Regions from separate parts of the Mus musculus genome. Here regions 1, 2, 3, 4 and 5 are each linked to region 6. A link is a contact called in public Hi-C and HiChIP or PLAC-seq data. All regions are on one chromosome and are shown on one strand. Each heading gives the region's core, a stretch centred on a gene start, on an enhancer-like site or on the middle of the called end of the contact. The rest is flanking DNA. Distances are from core to core; before and after follow the strand shown.

Region 1 (2,931 bases), core at 114-2,613, 470 kb before region 6:
AATTGAATGCTAGATTTAGTTCATGAACCATGGCTGCCAGTCCTGACAGTAATGTATATAAATATATCAACATTATCCATGGTATTAGTAACCATTCTCCTTATCATAACAAAATATATGACATGAAAAATTCAAGGGAGGAAGAGCTTATTTCAGATTAAACTGTGAAGGGGGCCCAGTCCATCAGGGCGGGGAAGGCACGATGGTTGCAGACGAAGGCTGCTAGTCACACCAACAGCCTAATCAAGGAGCAGAGGGTACAGGAAATGGGGCTGGGCTAGAAAGCCTTAAGACAGGCATTCAGTAACCCAGTTCTAGCATGGGCCTACCTTCTAAAGGTTCCACAATCTTCTTAAGCATCATCACCTGTTGGAGAGCAAGGGCTCAACCACATGAGCCTATGGAGACATTTGAAGTTTCAAACAGACCATCAACCCAAGATGTGGCTTAGAAAATGGAGGCTGTTTGCAGTGATGGCTGACTAGGCCATCTTTTGATACATATGCAGCTAAAGACAAGAGCTCCCGGGTACTGGTTAGTTCATATTGTTGTTACACCTATAGGGTTGCAGATCCCTTTAGCTCCTTGGGTAATTTTTCTAGCTCCTCCATTAGGGGCCGTGTGACCCATCCACAGGACTGTGATCCTCCACTTCTGTGTTTGCTAGGCCCCGGCATAGTCTCACAAGAGAGAGCTATAACTGGGTCCTTTCAGCGAAATCTTGCTAGTGTATGCAATGGTGTCAGCATTTGGAAGCTGATTATGGGATGGATCCCTGCAAAGAGAGGCCCATTGGACTTGCAAACTTTATATGCCCCAGTACAGGGGAACGGCAGGGCCAAAAAGGGGGAGTGGGTGGGTAGGGGATTGGGGGGGTGGGTATGGGGGACCTTTGGGATAGCATTGAAAATGTAAATGAGGAAAATACCTAATAAAAAGAAAATGGAGGCTGAAGTGTGAGTCGAAAAATTCCTACCAGATTCCAGAAAAGGCTTTTTGCCTCGTGGGTATACAGCTGTGAATTGTTGAGCATTGTAGTGAGGCAGAGTACCGACACCAAGTCCCTTGCTTCCCTCAGAATTCTCTGTACTGATGAGTTTCTTGGGTGTGGGCTATTTTCAGAGCTCTCAGGATGACAAGGTAGAAAGATAGATGGAAAGAGGAACTGAGAGGAAGAGAGTGCCTTATTCAGAGAGTACTAGTTGTTATCTTGGGTTCTACGCCGAATCCTATGCAGGAATGAATCAAACTTTACCCTCAGGCATCTGAGCATGAAAAATGAAGCCGATGAGACACGGCACCATCCTCCCCCAAACTACTCAACCTTGTTAACCTTTCAGGGGGAAGATTCGGTGCTTTGAGGCAAAAAAAAAAAAAAAAAAAAAAGAGGTGTAAACCACTGTATGAATGAAATGAATAAACATGAGTACCAAGAAACAATTCTTAATTTGAAGCCATGCCCTTCCCATGGCCCAAGGGAAGCATCTATTACATATGTCTGTTGGCTCATTACTTTTAAGAATTCTGAATGTAGTAAGCTCATTTCCTTTTCACAGATTTTTTTTTTTTAAAAATTGGGAAAAAAGTGTTTGCTTGTTAAAAAAAAAATCTGTTTCTATTTCTTAAACCCCACTGTAACTCAAAAGCCATTGTGTAGCCAATGAATCTCAACAGACATGTTTGTCTCTCTTACTGCTTCCAGGCCATGTTCATAAGACAATCCATATTCATCTTTGGAAATTAACCTTTGACTGCCCTGCCTAGCATCCCTGGGAGGTCTAAACATCAGCCCAGTCGTTTCACAGGGCACACTTTCTCCAGCCTCTGAGGCTTCTTATATTCCAGTTATTATCTCTTTTCTCACTGTGGATTTAAGTCATTACAGGTTTTGGAAGTCAAGTCTCTTGTTCATAAGTTCTGTGTCTGAGCTATGCTGTTCTCCTAGAATTGATGTTTTCCATCCAAGATCAGCTTAATTCATGTGAAGACAAATTATGACAAAAGAGACAATTTAAAGAAGCTTTGTAGCAACCAGACCTCGAAATTTTTTCCTAGCTCCAGACTCATCAATTATTTTGAAGAGTGAGTACTATAGCAGGGGTTGGCAAGTCCAGTTGATTCTACAGAGTGTTGAGCATCTTCTATTTAGTACTAGTTGAAAATCCAACAATGGATTTTTTTCAATGAAGAGAAAAACTATGCCTGAACTCTGAACTCTCTAGGTAAGAAGCTCCAAGAAGGATGCCAACAAAAAGAGGGCTCCACAGAGAGCCCAGAGAAGGGAGAACTGGATCGAGCTCCTAAAGACTGCCTAGTGACACTTGGATCTTGAAAGTAAGAAAGAGTTGAAGATTCAGAAATTGTTGAAAAAGTAAGTGTGGGTGAGTTTGGTTGCCAGATTTTTCGGTAGAAAGGTAACAAGATGGAATGATGCTGGATTTGAGAGAGAACTGAGGAGAGGCATGCGGAAGCAAGGGAGCACTGAAAAATGAAAGTGGGGAACTCGGGAACAGATGGAGAGTAAGTATCCTGCAGAATCACAGATGCCAAATTGCACGTAGATGTGGAAAAAAAAAACAAAGAAAAAAATCTCTCCTGCTACAAATTGGGTGGGCAGAAGCCTGGCGATGTAGCCAAACTTGAATAAGAAGCTGGCAGTGTGCTTTCTGCAATCAGCAAAGTGATCAATGACTTAGAGTTGTCTTCCAGACTCCTGGTCCACTATTGCCTTCTGTTTATTTTATTAAAAATTATTAAAAACCATTAGATAGGCAGTATAATATTCTTAAGTACAAATTAAACGACACCTGGTAGTGAGAATGCTGAAAAGGATGGAGAATCAATCAATTAATCTCTCTCTCTCTCTCTCTCTCTCACACACACACACACACACACATGGCCTTTAAAGGAGAAAATTAGACACATGGGAAA
Region 2 (2,700 bases), core at 36-2,535, 500 kb before region 6:
CCCTCAATCATAAAATTATTTCATTACTACTTCATAACTGCAATTTTGAAACTAATACAAATTATAAGATAAATATCTGATTTTCAGGATATCTGATATGTGGCCACAAAGAAGTCTTAGCCCACAGGTTGTGAACTGCTACTCTAAAATAAGACCTTTAGAGACAATCTAGCCCCCATTCCATGGCAGTTATCATGTGAGCATACCAATACAACTACATTCCAGGTTCTGGCCTCTTATTTCTCCAGGCAGGATGACATGCGATCTCTGCACTTTTTTCAAGCACAAAGACTAAAGTCTCAGTCTCCACCAGATGAGAGCTTAGGATCAGTGGCAACCCTTCATTTCCTTAACCAACCATAGCTGAGGCCAAAGATTCAAGAATAAGGATGTTCGGTGTGTTGCCAGTTACAACTGTGGGAAATGTAATATGTCCAACCTTTAGATCACACCATGTTCACATGAGCAAATGATATCAGGATGGCTGTGGAACTGAATCCCAAACAGAGAACAAGGGAAGAATGACAGATGTAAAGAGCAGGGGGCAGATCGGAATGTCACAGTCTTCATTTATATATGGAAGAAAATCTGAAAGTGTGAAGAAGGGTAAAAGTGTTTATCTTGGGGTCATGAGAATATGGGGGCTTTTCTTGTTCTAAATTCTCTATAAGGGGAGGAAGTATAACTTAGTGGTTATGGAAATGGACTTCAGAATCAAACTGGTCTGGCTTGTGTCTGTCTTTTGACACCTGAGTTTCATTATTTGTAACACAAGAACCATGATGGTGTTTGCTCCTTTATCTTCTTGGGAGAGTGATGACTGGCTTTGTGTTGGGGATGCTAGCTGTATGCATGGTACTCCTCTGAGCAGTCTGTATACATCTTCTCTATCATTGTCTGCACTCTGTAAGTGAAGAGGCAGAGAGTCAAAGATATTTCTCTGGACCTCCAATAGCTTTTACCATTCTTGGTGCACTAGTTCATTGATGATGGCTGACACAGAGTCTCTCCTGTCATCTACATCTCCCTGCTGACTCATTCTGGGCACAGTTTCACTAAAACCCCAGAATTTTCATACTAGCACGTGTCTTCTATCCTCTAGTTGTTTTTTGTTTTATATTTGTTAGCTCTTTTTTTTTTTTGAGTGAACTAATTATTGAGATAGCAGGTGGAAGAACATTCAAATCATACCATTGATTATGAGGAAGTACAAGAATAAGCTTCATGATATGGTAGTGAGGAGCTACCAGTCACATCTATTTAACACTGTAGAGGCTCAGGCATGGACTTAGCATTTGTCTCTTGCTCCTCATCTGGATAGAGGTGCTGGTGCTAATGAGATAGTGGGTAAGCAGAAAGGCTAGTCCAGGGAGAATACCATCATCCTGGGATCCTAGGGGAAGCTAGAAGACAGGGGATGGTGATGTGAGGACAGAAAGCAGAGAACAGATATAAGAGCTGGCAGATCTGGTAGATCTGGGGTCTCATCTTTGCTTTTTCACTTGTGGCTTAATACATTCTTTGAGTTTCATTTTCTTCTCCTCCCCCTCCCTCTTCCTCATTCCCCACTTCCTCCCTTCTCCTTCTTTCCATCTTTCTTTGTATGAGGCATGGGTGTGTCTATTGCACACTTGCTGTAATGCACATGTAGAAGTCGGAGGACAACCTTGTAACATCTTACTTAATTTCCCTTTGGGCTAAGTATGGCAGCCTCACTGGCCCATGAGAGTCTTGACTTTCTTGGATTTCCATTGCCTATCTTGTCATAGTAGCACTGAGATTACATATACACGTTCAAACACTCAGCTTTTTACTTGGGTTCTGGGGATTTGAACTCAGCTCTTTGAATTCACGTGGCAAGCAGTTTACAAGCCTGAACTTTCCCTGCAGCCTGAACTTTGTTTTCTGAGCTTCAAGATACTACAGTTGGGTGAACAGATTTTAGTACATCCATGTAAGCACACATAGGGCAGATATGGGCTCAACTGAGAGACTCTGTCTCAAAAGATAAGGTGGAGAGTGATCAAGAAGGACTCTCAACATTAACCTAGGGCCTAATCATGCAGATGGCACCGTTTCTTGGCTTTAGTTCCAGGCCTGTTTAGCAGCGGAGAAGTTGAGTTGACCAATCATACATGTATTCATTCCCTTCCTGCCCTTGACTAGCTGCTTAGAAGTTCCTGCTGCCTTGACTGGTTCACTGGCCTAGAAGTGAAAGCTGGAATACTACCATCCTCCTCTGAGTTTCTTTGGTGATCCCATCACCAGGAGCAAAGCAGAATAGTGGGGATAACAGTTTCCTAGGAAATGCTGGAGAGGCATTTCACACGGGAGGAACCCAACATGGAAAATCTAAGAAGAAGGACAAGATCGTCCCAGGAGGAAGCCTTGACTTACCCAAGGTCATATATGATGGGTATGAGTGAACTCCAGAAGTGACACTTCTTCTGTTGACGCCACATTTTGATTCTTCCTTAAATATAGTGACTATGTCACATAGTCTACAACCAACACTGTGCTGGGATCTGCCAATGTCAGTGGGATTATGAGCCTGTCTTCTGACCTCATGCTTCTCTACTTCCTCCAGAGTTTGAGACTATAAAGGTCACCTTTACATTCTATGTCTTTCGTCTTCCTGAGCTTGACCCTCTGCTTCGGAAGACGCATGCTTAAGCTTGCCTAGAAACCCTCATTGCACAG
Region 3 (2,700 bases), core at 186-2,685, 370 kb before region 6:
TTTGTAAAGAACTGAGAGCCATAAAAGGGGTTAATAAACAGACACTGGCATCTAATTAAAACCTAGTAAGTATAGGGTTCTTTTTGTCCCAGGCCTTGGGGAAGTTGAAGCAGAAAAGAAATGGGGAGAAAGTCTTTACTGAGGTTGCTCAAAGCTGCTGAGAGAGGACTTTTCATAGAAGCTGCTTTCTTTGTAACTATATATTTTTACCTTTTTTGGACGGAGATGTGGGCCAGTATTTCTTCTGTCTAGCTTTCCTTCTCCTCTTGCTCAGGTGTCTGAAACCACCAATTGTTCTTTTAATGAATGGGGTCACAGTGAGTCCCCTTACCACCACAGTGCTTCCTAAGGGCCCACCTCCATTTGTACCTAAACTTGACCTTCCTCTTGCTATTGCTCTTCAGTGACCAATTTCTAAATTCCAGGAACTCGGGGCTGTACTCTAAAGAGCAGCTTTTCTCACTTCTGGCTCTGGGCTTTGACCCACACAACACATCCTGTTAGAAAAAAAAAGTACCAAAAATGGTAATGACAGAGGCATGCACCTCCCCCTGTCTCCTCCCCCTGTCTCCTCCCCCATCCTGATAGTACCTCCAGGAGGTTGAACCTGTGAGGAGGGAGGCTTGCTATCTTTTCATGTGCTGTGAGGATCCTGTGTCTGTTTCTTTGCATTATGAATGCAATGCACATTGTACAAAAGTAAACTACTATGAGTAAAAGGTCTCTATCCCAGTCCTATCCTCAACCCCTGAATTCTGCCCCTGAGAATCAACCTGCTGTTGCACATTTATTGTGTCTGTCTATGGGATTCAATGTGTACATATTTGGTGGCATTTTGTTACTCAAAGTGTGGCATGGTGTCGCACCCGCCTCGTTCTATTGAGAGCACCATGCTCCATTAATCATTTTCCCATACCTCCCTCTTTCTAAACCAAGGGATAATCCTTAGGCATATGAACCTCTGGTTCATTCAAGGAGTTAGCTGAAGGGCATTAAAATTGCTTGAAAAGAAAAAAAAAGAGCAAATAAGCAAGACTGTAGCTCAGTGGCAGTGCTTGCCCAGCATACAGGTTAGCTCCTAGTTCCCTTCTCAGTACTGGGTTCAGCTCCCAGTACTGTCAAAAGACAGGGAGGTGGGGAAGAAAATGGAGAAGCAGTTAATACCCCTGATACCTATGTCCCTACATAATTTCCTTGGATTTAATTCTACATCCAGTGAGAAAATGGGAGGTTTGGAGGCATTGTGTTGTGATTCAAGTACACAAACACCTGGAATTCCTGGAATGTTCCTGCCTGTGTCTCTTGTCATTTTTGTAGAACTCTCCTTTGAAGATTGGGTGCAGAGGTCACTTCCTCTAGTCTTAAACCGTTCTAAACCAGCTCCAGCTGGGGAAATTCACTACTCACTTCTTGAGTATCAATGGTGGTTTCCAAGCTGCAGCTGTGCAAGCACCTCTTCCTCCACCGAGAGACTTGTGAACCCAGATTTCTGAACTACAACCTCTACTCCACCCCCACACACCCCCTTCCAGCCTCACCCCTCCAGAACTTACTACTCTAGAATTCTTAGTGAGCTCTGAGCATGTGCCTTCCTAGCAAGGGCCTGGTGGTGCCCCATCACTTGTCAGAAGCACACTTGGAGAGCCAGTTGCCTCCCTTGTGCCCTCTGCTGAGTTAAGCTTCCTCCCTACCACACCTCAAACATAGGGCATGGATTGGTTCTTTGAAATGCTCAACCACCCTTTCTTTCTTTTTAGTCCAACATCCATGTGAAGGCTGGGGTGATTAGCCCACATTTTCCCTTCATGATTTGGCAGAATTCCCAAAAACACTGTAGTAGTTGTGTGTATGTGTGTATGTGTGTGTGTGTGCGTGCGTGCGTGTGTGTGTGTGTGTGTGAAATGAATAAATGTGTTGAAATAACTTATTGCATTTCTGATAGTGTACCTTTAGGGACTTATGTGTCTTCCATGTCCAGTGCTACCAGCTTTGCTTTGTTGGTCTGCTCTGTAACTGGTACTCTAAATTTTACCTCCACCTCTTGTTTAGTTATTATCTCTGTGGCAGGAGAGGTGATGTTATAATAAAATGTGACTATAAATGTAAGAACTGACACTCTTTATTTCTAGCCATAAATCCTCATATATCCATGTCATTCTATATGTAATGTCCCCCATTCTTGGCATCACTATAACCTCTGTTCCTCATACCAAATTGGTTCTACTCTGTGACACAGGAAAGGTAGTAGATTCTAGTATGACCACACGAGGCCAAGGCTTTGAAATTCTCTAACACTTTGGGACCAGGAAAAGATACAAATTCTGGAGGGAGAAGGAGACTGTAATGAATGAAAATAGAAGAGTAAAGCCCATGGAAAGCCAGACAATAAAGTAGCTGGTGGTGATGGCTGAAAGACATCATAGCCTGGAAACATAAACTTTGTGGTCAGGTAATGTCAAGGAGGGTGTCTTAGTCGGGTTTCTATTCCTGCACAAACATCATGACCAAGAAGCAAGTTGGGGAGGAAAGGGTTTATTCAGCTTACACTTCCACATTGCTGTTCATTACCAGGGAAGTCAGGACTGGAACACAAGCAGGTCAGGAAGCAGGAGCTGATGCAGAGGCCATGGAGGGATGTTACTTACTGGCTTGCTTCTCCTGGCTTGCTCAGCTTGTTTTCTTATAGAGCCCAGGACTACC
Region 4 (2,866 bases), core at 172-2,671, 450 kb before region 6:
ATTTGCTTCTTCTTTCTTCTTCGGGCACCAATAGATTTACACTAGAAGATACTATCAAGTAGTACTTATGTGGACACATTTTAAAACATTTCTGAGTTCAGATTTATTATCCCTAAAATATGGAAAATAATTCTCAACAAGAACTTGCAACACTGTTGCGAGTCTTAAATAAAATATGTCCAGAAGTAACTTGCAAACTACAGAGCATTATGCATATGTGAGACTTCAAATGTTGTTTAGCATGGCACTCAACGGTGAGATGATCATTTACAAACAACAGTGGATACATTGAATGTGGGCCCTACGGTGATAACCTGATGAGATTTCAGTGAAATGATGAGGTAAGAGACATAATGGAGATGGGTTCACATAGGGTCTTTTGAGTCATTGTATTAAGAAACATTGATGTTTGCAAAGAATAAATAAATGTAATATTGTTGAATGCAGGGTTAGCATAAGATATACTTTAAGATGATGTGTTAGGCTGCTAAGCCTAGGGCAGATTATAGTAGGGTGAAGAGAAGATGGGGAAATGAGTGGAGTTTTCCTGTCATATGGGTGACAGGAGGGGATAGTTAGGTTGGAATGGTGATGGTAGGGCTGATGAGAGAGAACACACAATGGACTTACCTGACAAATAGGATGTGGGCTATGATGGAAGGAGGGAACCATACTAGAATCGTAGTGTGGCCTTTGCACAGCAAAGCCAGATTGCTATCCTATGTGGTGTGGAGGCTGCGAGGGGTACAGGTTTGATAGGGAGGAGGAAGAGGACAGTTTTGGATATGTGAAGTTTGAGGGGTGGATTGGGTATCCAAGTAGATAACTAGTAGTGAGCTGGCTGTCATACTCTAGAGCTTGGGAGATAGGGCTGGACAAGAGACTGAAGTGTTACTGATATGAGACAAATGCATGCAAACAACTTCAGTCCAGGTGGCAAGGAGGTTTTCCCAAGCTTGCTTATTTATTTATTTATTTATTTATTTATTTATTTATTTATTTATTTATTTAACTATTTAACTATTTAACTATTTAACTATATATATATAAAGGAAGTGTGTGTGTTTATGCCCCAGCATGCTTATGAATAGATGTCAGAGGGCAATTTCTAAGACTCATTTTTCTGTTCCTATCATGAAGGGTCAGGGAACAAAGGCTCAGCCTTTACTCACAGAGTCATCTTGCCAACCCTATTTTATCTTACTTTCATGTAAGTCCAGGAACTAGAGGTTTCTAACTGCTTTCCCTCTCTTTCTCCCTTATTTGTCCTACAAAGGACTATCCATGTATATCATAGCTTCTTGGGCTTTTCTATTTCATTTTGTCACTTCTATTCTGTTTCTCAAGTAGTTACTGACACACTGTGTTGAGATTTTGGTCTAAGCTACAAAGAAAGCCATGGTGATGTCAGTTGTAGGAAACGAGAAACTGGTATACCGACCACTGAAAACCAGAGATGAGATTGTTGCACATCTGCCCAAAGACTTAAGTGTGACTCAGAAGTTCTGCTATCATCAAAGCTCCTGTCCTAAGTGTAAGCTAATATGGTCTGTGCCTTTGTGGGACCAAACATTTGTGGTTCTTAGAAAGCATACCGGGAGGACCAGGCAAGTTGCTTTTTTTTTCCTTTCAGAAAGTAAATATTTTAGTGGAGAAAAGTCACTGTTTATCTCTGAGAAGCCTTAAGGCTTATTCAGGAAAAATGAGAGTTGATAGAGAGTTGCTTAGAAAAAACAATGACTCCTATTTAGTTACTTTGCATCAGATTAAATGTTACATCATCTCTAAGTCATCATTGATTTCCAAAAGAATGAACAGCAAATCCATGGTGCTCAGGAGGTATAAACAAGATTTATTACCGAGATAGTGTACTTCACTTGCAAAAAGCTATCAGGAAATAAAAAGCCACCCAGGCCAGGAATGACCTTGAGAAGATTCTCTGGGGAGTTCTTTCTATGTGTGAACTTATTTGGTACAAATGAGAATGTAAGGTATTTCTGTGTAGATTCCTCTTCTCCTTTGACAAAAGAGCTAAGGGACTTCAGTATTTCTAGGCACTTGTCTACAGCATCATTTGGGAATCTCTTAGCGATGTTTTGGCTGTCTTACACTGGTATGACTGTAGCTGGTTCCTTTCGTCATCTTTTAGCACACAGGGCCAGATGCTCCTGGAGTCACACCATGAGTTTGAAGCCCTCAGGCATCTTTTAGTTGAGTTTTTATTTCAGGGATTGGACATCTGAGGCATTTGGGGGGGGGGGGGTTAAAGGGATTACCAGTCAAATGCACAAAAGCTATAGATCAAGAATCAAAAGCAATAATCTAGACTGTATGCCCAGTGCTCTTTTACTTCATCTCTGAATTACAGGTATGTTCAAAGCAGGGTAACAGACTTGATAGGGGCATTGGGGGAGGACATGATAACAGAGATCTCCAGCGTTGTTTTAGAACTTTCAGTTTTACTTCATACCCTGAGACCCCAAATTTTCACAGATGAGTGAGGTTACAGGGTGGAGTATGTGGAGGAAGCAGGTTTGGGAAAGGAACTTTTGAGCTCAAGTTTGCAAAACCCACAGTTGTACAACAGCTCAGTGCTAGCCAACACCCTAGGGTGTGCAAAAAGCTAAGAGAGTGTACAGCCACCTGGGTCTTAATTCTGCTTTCACAACGTATCTGCAGGGCCCCACCAACGCTCACCACTGCACTTCATAATGCCTTGGACATTTTGACTTTCTGAATAGTCAGGGCTGGTCTTCCATTTGAGTCTACCAAGCGAGAGGATTCCCTGAGACACTTTGCAAGCCTCCCTGCTGTGAAAGAAGAGGACTATGTTTGGAAGGCTTCAGACTACACTCAACAGTGAGTG
Region 5 (2,788 bases), core at 108-2,607, 430 kb before region 6:
TTCTTGGGAAAGGTGAGCCACCACTATTGCCTATTTGGTCATGGTATAAAAGGTAGGAAAAACAGCCACAGAGCAACTCAATGTTCCTCATGATTCTGTAAGGTGACTGAGAAACACCCACTAGAATTCAGTTACCTTATAATAGAGATACAATAAGGGACTTTCCTTTCTTCAATTATTCCTCACCTCTGGGCTTGAGCTTTGGTATGCAGCAGCAGATGTTCGAGTCTACCCTTCCTAGTTCATGCTTCCTCATGAGGAAGATGTGGGTAAAAGACTTAGCTCAAAGACTCTTGCAGAATTCAAAGGCAGGGCTGTCCAGAGCTCTTAGCAAGAGATGTGGGAGGTACTTGTCACTGCTAGGTCCTTGTTTTCAAAGAACAATGAGCTAAATCTATCTAAACTCGGAGGCCTGTGTGCTAGGTAAGCTGTCAATGGAATGGTTCTCTGGAGAGTTTGTTCCTGATGTATTTCTGGAAAGAAAGAAACTGGGACCGAAAAGGGAGGTGGTGCTTATATCCAGAGAGGACCTAGGGATCTCATCTCTATTCAGTGCTCTGCTGTCATTGTAATTAACAGGCTTTCCTACCTTGAACAATCTTTTCTTAACACAATTCCCAACTACCTGTACAGTATATTGGGAGAGAAGCCCCTTCTATACTTACAGTTTCAATGACGATGGTTATTGATTTTTCCTTTAATAACTAACTTCTACATCTCTTTCCCCAGGAAGGAAACAAACCAAGCTATTTATGGCTCCCTCTTCATTTAGTTGCATAAGAGCAGTTCTTCTCGGGAAGGGTGCACTTCCGTACTTTGGGATCCTGCAGTCTAGAAAGGGAAACTCCTCTGATGAATCACTGACCAAGTCAAGGCTTGGCTGACCTCAAGTTTTCAAAACTGTGCCTTCTGCACCACATTCTTTGGGAAGTCTTCTCAGATTTCTCAGTATGTTGGAGTACCAACCAACAACACCCCTTCCTTCCTTCTGCCTATGTTCTTGCCTGTATGTGAGAACTCTGCCTCTGGGCCAGATTTCCTCAACTTTCACTAGAAAGTCGTGAAGAAACAATGGCCTCTATTCTTAGTAGCTGTAGTGGAGCACATGCAGGAGGTATGGGATGTTGCCATTTGCTTCTTTTTGCCCATGTTGAGGTTTATCTGTGTCCACACTGCTTCCTGAGTTCCTGCCATTTCAGAGTCCCTTGTCATTATGAGCCTATACAACAGTTGTGCTTTTAGTTTCCTGTATTAAGGTCCTTTCTTCTTGAAATATGCAGAGAGCCCAGTTTCTTCACATTCAGACTGTGAACCACCCAGCTGAATGAAGAGCATTGTTCTGAGGCAGTCCTTTTAGTACCTCCTTGCTGTTATCACCACAATCAGTAGCTTCAATGTTGAACCCCGGAGTGTGAAGCATAGCAGGAACTAGGAGTGTTTTATTCAGCTGCTGAGACACACACAAACACACACACTCATTCACAAACAGACAGAGAGACAGAAAGACAGAGAGATAGAGACACACAGAAAGAGACAGACAGAGACAGAGAGAAGCACCCCAGTATCACTTACATGGCAATTAGGATATTTCAAGCCCAAGTCTAGCTTGGTCTACAACTTTTATGCTTATCTGGGCTACATAGTAACCTCCTGTCTAAAGAGAACTCAAAGACTGAGCTCAGAGTAGAGTGTGTGCCTAGCATTTGAGAGGCCCCGTGTTCTATCTCTGACACCACAGAAAAAGAAATGAGAAAAAGGAAAGAGGCCTTTAGGGCCATCAGGAGTTGGTGGCTTCCCCAGACACATACTAGGAGCTCAGCAAAGGCCTCCTAGGGGGACCACAGCAAGGGGGGAACGAGGCTAATGAAACCAAGAGCAGTAAGTCAAGGATGCTGGTGAGTCATTTCGGTTCCACAGGGTTAACCATCTAACAACTATTAATCATTGGGAAACCAATTAAATTTCCCAATTCTTGCCACTTGATAACCATGTTCTGGTTTTGTGAAACTTGCCAACAATCACCAGTTAAAAAGGAGGGTGAGAAGAACTTAGCTGGATTCCCCGCTGTTGCAAGTGTGTAGCATATGGGTCACCTTCCTTCAAGTGATCATGCAATTGATGCTTTGTCACCTTGGAGATCCATGGAGGAAGGTGCATGAGTCCATTTTCTATTGAGTTGTATACATATACATATGCTTATATGTATATATGCAAATATATGTGTGCATTTGTGTGTATGTATGTAAGTATGTATGTACAAACATATGTATGTATAAATCAATGTGCATCTTAAACCAAGTGCTGGCAAAGTTTATCCTCAGAGGCAGAGAGTAGGTATATACTTTAGCTGTGGTCATATGTTCTGTGCCCTAGGTATTGTACTCTGCCTTTGTACAAAAGCCTTTTGCAAATCAATGAGTATAACTGTGTTTTAGTGAAACTTTATAGCAATAGGGCAAATGAAGACTTTTATCCACTTGTTCATTTTTGCAAATAAAATTAGTTCAAGCTGTAAAAAACATGTTTACTTAAAAATGTTTTATTGACAAAAATCTGGTCAGTGGGCCAGATAGTTCATAGTTTTTGCTCTTAGCTAGCTGACCTTTGCCAAATTATTTCCTTATCCAAATCTAAAAAATACACTACCCTCATTTATCTTACACCCCCCACCCCATGAGTTCAGAAGTTGGTCTTGAAACAAGGTGGAAAGGCACAGCTGGCCTGAAGTTCTAACACTCTTACTGAACAAACTGTGATGATGGGTGAGACACCAACCTTTATTCAACCT
Region 6 (3,011 bases), core at 214-2,713:
GTTTCCTCAGGGACCTTGAACCCTCTTGGTTGAAGGCTTCTACTTATTTTATGTGATAGATGATTCATTAACACCTCAGAGACTATGAATTTCAGACTCACATTGCAAAATTAAGTCTCTTCTATTAAGATCGAGATCCCTACCTAGATATCCAATCACTGGTATAGCATAGATGTCTGAGTGTTTCATAGATAACTCCAAGCCAATGTACCCAAACACCCCTCCCAGTTATCAGCTATATATTTCTCTGGTCATTATCTCACTAGATAGCATTTCCAACTATCCATCAATCATATTGGGCATCTCCTTCATCCTCAAGGGTATATCCAATTATTAGTAAAATATCAGCATAACATTCCCTCTAAATCTGGTTACATAGTTAGAACTTTGTGGTCATAATTTTGTTTCAAAATACCATGGAATCTCCAAAGTATTCTAACTAGTTTTCACCCATCTGCTCTCCTTCTCCTCCCTCCTGTTCTCTTAGCGAATCTGATCTTTTAGCTACATTTCTGACTGTGACTCTCTTATACACTGTGTCCTTTTATTTTCAGAATATAAACCAGCTATGCTATGGATTTGGGTTAGTTTTATAATTCTATTTCTTTCTAATATGCCAGCTGTGTCTCATGCCCTTTTCTTCTTCCTGTGTCCTCTCATTAATCTGAGTCTTTTTTCTCCTTTATACTGCTGGGTAATGAGTTTTATCAGCATCTCCCCTTCACACTACCTCTTGCTTGCTTATCCATCACATCTTGTCCTAATTTATGTCTCTTCAGTAGGACTTCTAACAAGCCAAATGGGATATTTCACTTGTACACTCTTCAATGTATGTTGAGAGTATTATAAGCATCTAGCACATGTGTAATATCTTATTGTTATTTTCTAGTCCCATTAACACAATATAAAGATTTTTATTGAATAAATAATTTCTACACAAACTGCTGTCTAAATTCTTTAAATTTATAATAGTAAAAAACATTTTCCCTAGATAATTTACAACTCTATATGTCTGATTGCAAGATAATTCATATCAAATAGCTTTATCAGTAGTAATTAAAATTATCACACACATATTCAGAGAATGTCAGACAAATGAATGCATAGATGAAGACGGTTATAGAGAAACAAAATCATGACACTCTGGAATCCTCCACCATGGAACTGTCGTTAAAAAATAAAAAGTGGACATCTTTAGCATCAAGACTAGAATAACAGAGGAGATACATTTTAAAAGTTAATGTCAATGTGTCCCTACTTGAAGAGGGCATATTGGCTGGTAATGTGCCTCTAAATGGGGCATAGTGGACATCTTAAGCCCTCTTGCTTTGGTCAACAGGTTCACAGATAGGTTTCTGAGATCAGGTCACAGAATAACAATGGGCATTCGAGAGTGTCACAGACCAAATACAACTCCACTTCCTCTTTGATTACCTCATCTACCATAATTTCCTTTCCAGGGACAGTGGTGAAGACCAATGCATGAACACTAGGGTAGACAAACCCTAACATCTGGTGCTCTCTCTCACACCCCTGCAGAGGAAAGGCCAAGTGCATTTCTAGGAAATAGCATTTTCTGAATTGTATTTCTGTCATGTATTACAGCCACATGTAACTCAAAGAAGCATGTGGTAAACAACTACCCACCTTCCTACTACCTTCTCACCAGTGCTAAGTATTTTCCTTTCTTTGAATCAATTATCTCTTACACTTCCTCCTTATTTCCTTCTCTCTTTAAAATTCTCTGTCTTTATACATGGCTGCTTACAGAAACATCCTTACCACACTCCACTTTCACTCTGAGCCAGTGAGGCTGTATTTTAGTTTCATGAAAAAAAAAATAGAGTCAAAAGAGGATATGATCACCACACAATGTTTTTGAATAAGATGAGTTTTTCTATTCTCTCCTAACTTCTAAATACTTTCAACCTGTAAGAAGGTGGCATCCACAGGCAAAGGAATTTTAAATATATACATGTATATGTATATGAATGCATGTGTATATATGTATATGTACATATACACATACATATATATAATCAGTAAAACCAGAGGAATTTCAGGGAGAAAAGTGGAGCCAAAGTTGCTGCACAGTCCTCAGAACATCTAACATTGCTGACACCTACACCTTAGACACTGAACACATCTAACTGTGAGACAAAGCCTGTCTATTTTTAAACCATTTGTTGACTAGCAGCCCTAGGAGGCTAATTCAGGCCAAATGTATTGTATGGCAAAAGAATTGCTTATGAGTTAGATGTGGTGAAGTTATTTCCTTGGCTTCAAAGCGGTTCAGTTTCATAAAGAAAACACAGTATACTTCCCCAGTGACTTAGCACATAGTTATCACAGGATGGATGCGTGTGGATTTTTATGGCTTCTCAGGATAATAATTTCCATAACATGTTGTCTCAATCTCTTTTCATGCACTGTCCTGTAATATGTGTTGTTTATTAGTCAAGTTCATCTCTGTACAATACATTTGGAGCAGGAAAAGGTCTGAGTCATGAAGGTAGGAAACAGGGCAGAATGAAAGAACAGAAACGGAGACAAGTGTTTTATGTGGGTTATAAAGGATGATTCTTATGTTCTTCCCAGAAAGCTACCACATGCGCATGTACAAAACGATGGCCTATTCTTCCACTGCCTAGCTCTCTAGGTGATGGAAATTGTTACCAATTGTGATCTAATTTTATTTTTTTGGAAACGTTTGAAACCTCATTTGCACGTAGTCTCACTAGAGTTCGGCAAAGTACCACATTCAAGTGCTTTGGATAATTCAGAGCTGAACAACAAATGACTACAGAGACTTCCTTTCTTGAGATTTCTCCAGCGCTAGAAGACCTTCAGTGCCTTCAGAAGCAGTTCACACTAAAAGGAAAGGGCCCTTTCCCTGACATTCATTCACTTGCAGGGAACATCAAAAAGGTGCTGTTTCCTCTGCAGAGAAAGTTTAACCTTCCAAGTGAGAGATGGAAAATGTGGGACTAGTGTCTAGCTGCATCTGATAA

What was found. Hi-C and Micro-C count contacts between places; a contact is called where the count stands out from the background. HiChIP or PLAC-seq counts read pairs in DNA pulled down with a chosen protein or histone mark.
Region 1: a BATF HiChIP or PLAC-seq map of CD8 T cells shows a contact between it and region 6, with 37 read pairs. The contact joins two enhancer-like sites. A contact is called at or near these places in 1 of 484 Hi-C or Micro-C datasets (Th1 cells) and 2 of 115 datasets of contacts at active chromatin or transcription factors (CD8 T cells and large pre-B cells).
Region 2: a BATF HiChIP or PLAC-seq map of CD8 T cells shows a contact between it and region 6, with 5 read pairs. The contact joins two enhancer-like sites. A contact is called at or near these places in 1 of 15 datasets of contacts at CTCF or cohesin (large pre-B cells) and 2 of 115 datasets of contacts at active chromatin or transcription factors (CD8 T cells and large pre-B cells).
Region 3: a contact with region 6 is called in a Hi-C map of Th1 cells, with 4 times the contacts expected there. The contact joins two enhancer-like sites. A contact is called at or near these places in 1 of 484 Hi-C or Micro-C datasets (Th1 cells), 3 of 115 datasets of contacts at active chromatin or transcription factors (Th17 cells, effector CD8 T cells and memory CD8 T cells) and 1 of 9 other capture datasets (embryonic stem cells).
Region 4: a BATF HiChIP or PLAC-seq map of CD8 T cells shows a contact between it and region 6, with 56 read pairs. The contact joins two enhancer-like sites. A contact is called at or near these places in 2 of 484 Hi-C or Micro-C datasets (Th1 cells and Th2 cells) and 1 of 115 datasets of contacts at active chromatin or transcription factors (CD8 T cells).
Region 5: a BATF HiChIP or PLAC-seq map of CD8 T cells shows a contact between it and region 6, with 42 read pairs. The contact joins two enhancer-like sites. A contact is called at or near these places in 1 of 484 Hi-C or Micro-C datasets (Th2 cells) and 2 of 115 datasets of contacts at active chromatin or transcription factors (CD8 T cells and large pre-B cells).

Annotation. Positions count from the first base shown.
Region 1 is chr15:62,357,363-62,360,293 of GRCm38.p6, forward strand. No RefSeq gene overlaps it. Among named protein-coding and RNA genes, the nearest start is that of Gm41333, 310 kb to the right of the region's middle. Within about 2 kb of position 1,364, at least 11 of the 459 cell types and tissues checked have an H3K27ac peak or open chromatin away from gene starts, as enhancers often do. A contact at or near this core is called in CD8 T cells, where this site is marked.
Region 2 is chr15:62,324,741-62,327,440 of GRCm38.p6, forward strand. No RefSeq gene overlaps it. Among named protein-coding and RNA genes, the nearest start is that of Pvt1, 290 kb to the left of the region's middle. Within about 2 kb of position 1,286, at least 32 of the 459 cell types and tissues checked have an H3K27ac peak or open chromatin away from gene starts, as enhancers often do. A contact at or near this core is called in CD8 T cells, where this site is marked.
Region 3 is chr15:62,456,751-62,459,450 of GRCm38.p6, forward strand. No RefSeq gene overlaps it. Among named protein-coding and RNA genes, the nearest start is that of Gm41333, 210 kb to the right of the region's middle. Within about 2 kb of position 1,436, at least 32 of the 459 cell types and tissues checked have an H3K27ac peak or open chromatin away from gene starts, as enhancers often do. A contact at or near this core is called in Th1 cells, Th17 cells and memory CD8 T cells, where this site is marked.
Region 4 is chr15:62,373,345-62,376,210 of GRCm38.p6, forward strand. No RefSeq gene overlaps it. Among named protein-coding and RNA genes, the nearest start is that of Gm41333, 290 kb to the right of the region's middle. Within about 2 kb of position 1,422, at least 6 of the 459 cell types and tissues checked have an H3K27ac peak or open chromatin away from gene starts, as enhancers often do. A contact at or near this core is called in CD8 T cells, where this site is marked.
Region 5 is chr15:62,391,699-62,394,486 of GRCm38.p6, forward strand. No RefSeq gene overlaps it. Among named protein-coding and RNA genes, the nearest start is that of Gm41333, 280 kb to the right of the region's middle. Within about 2 kb of position 1,358, at least 86 of the 459 cell types and tissues checked have an H3K27ac peak or open chromatin away from gene starts, as enhancers often do. A contact at or near this core is called in CD8 T cells and Th2 cells, where this site is marked.
Region 6 is chr15:62,822,583-62,825,593 of GRCm38.p6, forward strand. No RefSeq gene overlaps it. Among named protein-coding and RNA genes, the nearest start is that of Gm22521, 31 kb to the left of the region's middle. Within about 2 kb of position 1,464, at least 41 of the 459 cell types and tissues checked have an H3K27ac peak or open chromatin away from gene starts, as enhancers often do. A contact at or near this core is called in CD8 T cells, Th1 cells, Th17 cells and 2 more, where this site is marked.